2 separate regions of the Danio rerio genome follow, and region 2 is linked to region 1. The links are chromatin contacts, called in public HiCAR-type maps. All regions are on one chromosome and are shown on one strand. The core of a region is the stretch at or near the end of the contact, and the rest is flanking DNA. Distances in the headings are between cores, read along the strand shown.

Region 1 (3,767 bases), core at 472-2,971:
TATAAAACATCAGGTAAATACAAATTATTAGATATTAAATAAATACATTGTGTATTTAATTCATTTATTTATAGTTGCTTGACTACACAGTACATGTCATTTTTGGCAACTAAATCTGATAATAATTGATATTTAATTAAAACAGTTTCTTAAAAATACTCATGATTTTCTTTCCTTTGCAAAAGCCACAATTTAGAGTTATTATCATGTCTTGTTTCAAACTGTTTCTTCACAATTTTGACTAAAGCGCAGATTGAAGTGAACATTGTGTTCAGTGAATAATGAATATGCAGAAGTGACACTATGTCAAAATAGTAATATTTGGAAATTGGAAACAAATATGTAAAATCTTGCGTGTGGCAGATGCTGAGACGTGTGTGTGTTTGTTATGAGTTTTGAACAGTGTGAAGTCATCATGTTCAGATAGAGGCGACGGGGGGAGGTCAGCGTTTGACTCTGTGGCAGATGGCGGGTTGTAAGAGCCACAGATTTCAGTATGACTGACTGCTCTCTAGACATTTGTTATATGCAGAGAGTATATGGAATTATCATCAACAATACATGGGCTTTCTATACAACTCAATGCATGTAAATACTCATATTTATCTCCCAAATGAACTGCACAGGGCTAATTGGGGAAAAGGCTGAAAGAAGTTTACTTGCTCTATGATACTGTATTTTCCCAAAGTTATTTTAAAAAGCACACTGAATTTAATATTGTTTTATTATTAAAATAGTTTTACTGGTTGTTACCTTGGCCAGGTCTCTCTTGTAAAAGTTTACTCTATTAGACTTCCTTGTCAAATAATGGTAAAAAAAAATCATAATAGTAAAAAAAAAGAAAAAATCTATGTAATAATAATAATAATAATTATATATATATATATATATATATATATATATATATATATATATATATATATATATATATATATATATATATATATATATATATAATTATTATTATTATTATTATTATTATTATTATTATTATTATTATTATTTCCTTTATTTAGCTAGAAGATCACCTTGATACAGTACTGTCTTTCCTTCCAGTATTAGTCATGCAAGTTTTATATTAATATCTGTTTAGTAGCTATTTAGGTATTTATACTCTAAAACTCAGCACATATTTTGATGCATTATGATGCAATTTTGACTTATACAACTCTATTAGTTTGAATCAAAAAGAAATGTTCACATCCATGTGATTACTCATGCATTAAAAACTGGTTTGAGAAGTGCGACGTCTGGTACAGTGTGATGCATCGCTGACAGGAGCTACAAACACAGCCTGAAATAGTTTGTTTTCATTTCATTTGTATTAGTAAGCAGCACAGACAGAACCTGTCATGTCTGGCTTATACAGGACGGTTTTATTTGAAACATTTTTGTCTGTGTTGTCTAGAAACGAAACGACACTGCTACAGGCTATAAAGCGCATCGCTGTTCTTTAACAATTGTCAAAGTTTAAAATGCAGAGATCTACATTCTCGTGTGCAGTTTTGTAAAGGTTCCCCTTGAACTGGATAAGAGTGGCCCACTGCACACCATATCCTGTCTAGTACTTGCCGAGCGTGTGTGTGTGTGTGTGTGTGTGTGTGTGTGTGTGTGTGTGTGTGTGTGTGTGTGTGTGTGTGTGTGTGTGTGTGTGTGTGTGTGTTTAAGGGGATAAGTCAGCAGTGTGCTCTGTAATGCTCCGCTCAAGCTCTTTCTGCTTCAACGGCTCTTCTCTCTGATTTCACGCTGCGCTGCCTCTGAGCTCTGCCGGCCCGGGTAAGTGTCCTCGGCCCGCTCACAAGAGAACCAGAGAGAGAGAGACGGAGAGAGAGACAGCCACATGCATGACTGCTCACTGCCCATTCCATTCATTCCACACTGCCCCCCGATTCCAGTGCTCTCCGATTCAGACTCAAGTAGGTTTATGAAGAGCTTTGCTCAAGCATTAGTGTCATTATATATACAGACAGATTAAACAATAATACATGACAAAATAAATCGTATTTATGTTATTAATAATTACATCAAAATCAATTGAATTTAAAATGCTAACAGTAAAATAAAGTCTCTTCTTATATGGCTGTTTATTTAGGAATCAAATGTTGTATCATAATAACTTATAGCACAAATATTTCTTCCACAATAAACACCTTAGTACTATATGTTGTCCTTGCAGATTTATTTTAAACAAATAAAATGCGTCATTTGAATCCTATATGATGAAAAGGTAGCTTAACATTTGAGAGTTCAAATTAGGGGAAAAAATATAAAGTGATATTACATTTGGGTTATTTGTCAAATTAGAAATTCTAGGTCAAGATCAAGTGCATTGCATTATGGGACATCCTATTCTGCTGATGGGTGCTATACATGTGATATATTTCGTGAAATGCAGTATGAGGTCATTTAAGGTATTCCATTCCTGCAGCAATGTCAGTACTGTGCACATGTACACAAGTAAATAATAATAATAATAATAATAATAATAATAATAATATAAAGAAGTTGTATTCTGAGAGTTTGTCTCTAGGTACTGTTATAATGTTTTTTTTTTCATCATGGTGAATCATTTGATTTCATTGTTGAACATATTTATGTTCAAAGGCTGTGCAAAGTGGTTGTTCAGACTGGACAAATTATTTTGTGTCATCTATTCAGTTTTTTTCAACTGTTGGTCTAAGTACACAATCTTGACTTAAATTACTTCTCACTTTTTTCAGCTGTGAAATAATTTTTAAAGATACTTAAAATCAGTTGAACTTTAAGGGGAAAGGGGGGCACCTCAAGACCCCCCTTTTTGATTAATCTGTGCTCTGTTTTTAATTATATTGTATTGTTTTTTGTTTGTTTGTTTCTTTTCTTTTCTTTTCTTTTCATTTTTTTTACCATTGGAGAACCACACTATTTTCTCTAAACTCTGTCATGAAACTATAGTTGACTGAAAAAAAATAAACATTGAACATTAGTTAATACTAATTAGTTAATACTTGCACCCCTGGTAAACTAATAATAAAAATAATTGTAAGAACTCAGTGTACATATGCACATGTGCACATATCATGATTCAGGTCTAATTGTAGTTTGCTTATAGGAAAAGTGCAAATAAATATAGAGGTTTTTTTTTTTTTTTTTTTTTTTGCATTGTAGAGCATTGTCAATTCATTCATTAATGTTCCTTTGGTTTAGTCATTGATTTATTAGGGGTCACCACAGTAGAATGAACCACCAACTATTCTGGCATATGTTTTACGCAGCAGATGCCCTTTCAGCCACAACCCAGTACTGGAAAACACCCATACACTCTTGCATTCACACACACACACACACACACACACACACACACACACACACACACACACACACACACACACACACACTACAGCAAATTTAGCTAATCTAACTCACCTATAGCGCATATCATTAGACTGTTGGGGAAACCAGAGCACAAAGAGGAAACTAACTACTGAGCTACCATTGCACCCAACATTGTCAGTATTCATGCAAAATTATTTACTTATAAAACGGTTTTATACTATTATTTCAGTTAAACTGAGTGGCACGGTGGCTCAGTGGTTAGCACTGCAAGAAGGTCGCTGGTTTGAGTCCTGGCTGGGCCAGTTGGCATTTCTGTGTGGAGTTTGCATGTTCTCCCTGTGTTGGGTGGGTTTCCTCCAGGTGCTCCGGTTTTCCCCACAAGTCCAAAGACATGCGGTACTGGTGAATTGGGTAAACAAAATGAAAAAAAAAAAATGAAAAAAAAATATTGG
Region 2 (4,075 bases), core at 769-3,268, 520 kb after region 1:
CCACTGTAAATATTTACTGTTCAGTGATGGTTCCTTGATTTTGTGTCTTTGGGCTGTAGGTTAGATTTGGCTTTTGTGTTACTGAAGGATGACTTTAACCTTTGAGAAAACTTGAAAAGAGAAACAGTCCTGATGATGTCCTGATGGGAAGAATCAGAATCTTTTGTCCAGAAAAATATTCCAGAAATTTCCATACAAGATACTGGACTCCACACAGTCCCAACTTAAATCGATTAAGTTGACTTTTTTGCTTTTACAAATTTAAGTGGATTGTACATAAAATAACTAACAGGGTTCATACAGTCATGGAAAACTTGGAAAAGTCATGTAGTTTTGATTTTCCACGCCTGGAAAAGTTTTGGAAAAATAGAAAAACCCACAAAGTTTTGGAAAAGTCATGGAAAACAGATAGGCTGCATCTGAAACAGCATACTTCCATACTATACAATACGCTAAAATCAGTATGCGAGCCCAGTGGTATGTCAGAATTCATAGAATTCGAAAATAAGTACGCAAGAAGCACCCAGATGACTTACTTCCGGCGAGATTTTGAACTGTGCATCCCATGCATGCTGTGCTATCCCATGATGCCCCGCAAGAGAATTCATGAATGGGAGTGAAGCGACGCAACTAACGCAGGTGCCCATGACAAAATGGCGGATGTAGTACATCCGAATTCCAATCATACTGCTCACATTCATACTGTATAGAATGTACTTTTCTAACGGTCGAGTAATACGTTTAAATTCAAATGCAGTGCCTACTGAGTGGTAGGCGGTTTCGGGCGCAGCCATACAGTATCCGTATACTTGACTGTAGGTTAGTTGTCTTCTTTTCTGTTCTAGGCCAATCACATATTGTCATTATTAGTGCAGTGTAAGCATTATCTAAATAAATTTTACATAGATATATATTTAACTGAATAGATTGTTGCGTGTTTTACGATATGCTTTATTTAATTTGAACATGCATTGTTTTTCTTTTATCCCACATGTGTAGACATTGCATGAAACATTACGTCATGAAAATGGACTTGAAAGTCTTGGAAAAAAGTTACGAAAACTCAATAATTGTGCTGATTCAGTCCATTTTCAATATGAACAAGCTGAACAATCGCTTGGCTTCCATTAGAATGGTTCACCACTGTCAGTGTACTTTTTTCCCTCTATGCTATAAAACCCAACATTCAACTTATTAAATAAAATGAGTGTAGTTAACTCAAAATTTACTTAAAATTCTACTCATTTGAAAAGAGTTTTGAACTTAATTTGAAGTTAATGTGTCAATTAAATGCTTCATTACTTCAACTTAAATGGAGTCAGTTCACAGTACTCATATAGATTACTTTTTAACTCAAATGGTTTGTAGCAATCAGTTTCCTTAAACTGTTTGAGTTGTCTTAAATTATTAAGTTTTACAGTACTTAGTTGGTTTAAGTTCTCTTCATTTATTGGGTTTTACTGTTCTCAAATTGCTTCATTTACTCAAATGGATTAAGTCCACAGCACTCATTAGGATTAGTTTTTGAACCTAAATTGTTTGTTGCAATCAGTTACCTCAAAGGGTTTGAGTTACCTTAACTTCTTGAGTTTTACAGTGTATAAACTTCACAATCTGTAGGCATACATAATTTCTAATCTCTAATTATTATGTTGTTCGGTTCATTTTTATTTGATTTTATTTTTTTGTATCTATCCTATAACACTACTGAGACTCTACAGGGGTAGGTGTGTGCAGTTATGGACATGCAAAGCGCATGGTTTGAATGTGGCACGCAAATGTGCCTGGCGTGATCTGACACAAGACGCTTTGAGAGTAACACAAAGAGGATGTTTAGCCACAATCTTTAACACTGTGAAACATGGCCACAAATAGAGACTAATAAATGAGACCCTCTCCCCTTGAGTCCCCATCGCTGATGATCTGATCCACTCAATCAAATGTGTTAAGTCATAATTAACCCCAGCTCCCATTGCTCTAATTGAAGCCTATTAGACAGCTTGTGATTCCGCCACAAACAGAGGAGGAGACAAACAACCGTTGGATTGGTAAGCAAAGTACAGTGATACCTCACACAGCGAGCAAGCAACACTTAATTATCAATGAGCTTTTCTCTACCCTTTTTCAATCCCTCTCCCTCTCTCTTTCCTGCTGTTACCGAGCTTCAGGCTCTACATGTAATGGACTTTAATGAAACTTGTGTTAAACGGACAGGAATAGGATGTTTACTGTGCATTTGATAACACGTATCAGTGAGGGACGTGACAGGGAAATACCTGCTGTTTACGTGACCATCCGTGCTTTGAATGTGCACATATTATAATCTAAATACCCACATAATGAAGCTGATAAGAGGACAAATCAAAACAAGTGACATGTAGCCTACATTGAATGATGGCCTGCAACTGCTCTGCATTCTTCAAATGGAAATATGGCTCATTAACAAGGCATGAACCTGTGATTAAAAAAATAGCCAAATAAACCAAAAATTGACATGTCATGTGCTGTATAAATCTGCTGACAACATATATTTTTGAATAATTCCTGAGGTGTTTATATTTCTTTTAGCAGTGAAATACTGAACAGTGTTTCATGCTGCTAAAACACTGTTAAAATGCAGGGTTCCACACAACACCCTGGTGTTGTCCCAATACATATTGAACAACTTATTGTAATTGTTTTTACCAATTTAAGTGGATTGAACATAAAACAATTAATTTGTCCAAAAAACAGTTCCAGAATTGTGTTGTTTTGGCTTATTTTAAATAAGTAGTTTGAAAAAGAAGTAAAAGTAATTATTGAATAGATGAGAAAGGGTTAGATGGAATGTTGAGGCCTTCACTAACTTAAGATTTCCCCATGACCTAAAAGAGTGTAATTATTAGAAGACACACAGGTGACACATAACATGATTTTCAAATGGTGCAGTCCAAAATTTCACAATAATGGAACAGCAAGTAAGCAATTACATGTTTCCACATGCTGTATTTTTGCATATTTGTATAATTAGCTTTTACTCCTAACAAAGATAGAACATTTTTTCTGCATCATTGAACAGGTGATGTAACCAAAGAGGCTGAAATGTTTTAGAAAAAAAAAATGAAAGACAAGAAACATAGTCACAACCCAAATAGTTGACACTAATAGAAATTTTCATAGCACCTGTGTCATTAAAGCAGTTAAAGTTTTTACACAAGGTGAAACTAATCATCCCTAATTGAATTAACATGGACCTACATAGAACCTTAAGTTGTTAATTCAACTAGGTTAAGCTTAGCGTCTGTTAAGCTTTACCTTGTGTAAAAGAAAGTTGATTTTCCCAGCAATTTTCTATAAAGTCAGCTATTTTGGTTATGTGTGCATTTTCTCTCCAAACATTGCACGTTAGATGGAAGAGAAAGAGTTTGGGTTTTACAAAACACAGCATGAATGCATACATTTATAGATGTCTTCAAGTCTTGGAAGTCTTTTCTAAACGCAAAAGAGTGCAAAAAAAAAAAAGTAATTAGACACCGAGACAACAGCCTCTTCATTTCAGCATATTCTTAGAAGGTTTACATTTTTATAATGAGTTGATTTAATTATTCACAGCTGCCTTTGCATTCTTGTATGATCAGAACTATACACATCAGTTATAGACCGTGCATGTTTTAAAAAGCATGAGTTTTGACTTTACTACTATGGTAAAACTAACAGTAATTAATATACAAATTAAATAAAGGTATAAATGATACACAATTAACACAATTTACAACTGTCATTGTGTCCATTCATCATTCGTTCTCTTCAGCCATTTCGGAGTTGGTTGACACAAATTTCGGCTTTTCAGCGTTTCAGTTTAAACGCGTTTAAAAGTATGCAACTAAATGTTTTAATCTGCTATGATAACCTGTACAGCTTATTCAAATAATTTTCTTTATCCACAATTTTGCCTGTGGAGATGCGAAATTAATGAATTATTTGTTATTAATATTATTATAATTTTGATTGTTTGTAAAGTTTCATTTTTTTTATTTTTGTTGTCAAACATTTCTCATGTTTTTTTTATCTAGCTTCACAAAAAATTAATTGTTCG

Evidence for each region. HiCAR-type assays count read pairs that join an accessible place to other places.
Region 2: a contact with region 1 is called in a HiCAR-type map of caudal fin, with 7 times the contacts expected there. The contact joins two enhancer-like sites. A contact is called at or near these places in 3 of 18 Hi-C or Micro-C datasets (embryo and fibroblasts) and 3 of 4 datasets of contacts at active chromatin or transcription factors (caudal fin, embryo and gastrula embryo).

Annotation. Positions count from the first base shown.
Region 1 is chr24:8,539,585-8,543,351 of GRCz12tu, forward strand. No RefSeq gene overlaps it. Among named protein-coding and RNA genes, the nearest start is that of slc35b3, 120 kb to the left of the region's middle. Within about 2 kb of position 1,722, at least 26 of the 62 cell types and tissues checked have an H3K27ac peak or open chromatin away from gene starts, as enhancers often do. A contact at or near this core is called in caudal fin, where this site is marked.
Region 2 is chr24:9,060,418-9,064,492 of GRCz12tu, forward strand. It overlaps a transcript of tmem14ca not described here. Among named protein-coding and RNA genes, the nearest start is that of tfap2a, 18 kb to the right of the region's middle. Within about 2 kb of position 2,019, at least 1 of the 62 cell types and tissues checked has an H3K27ac peak or open chromatin away from gene starts, as enhancers often do. A contact at or near this core is called in caudal fin, where this site is marked.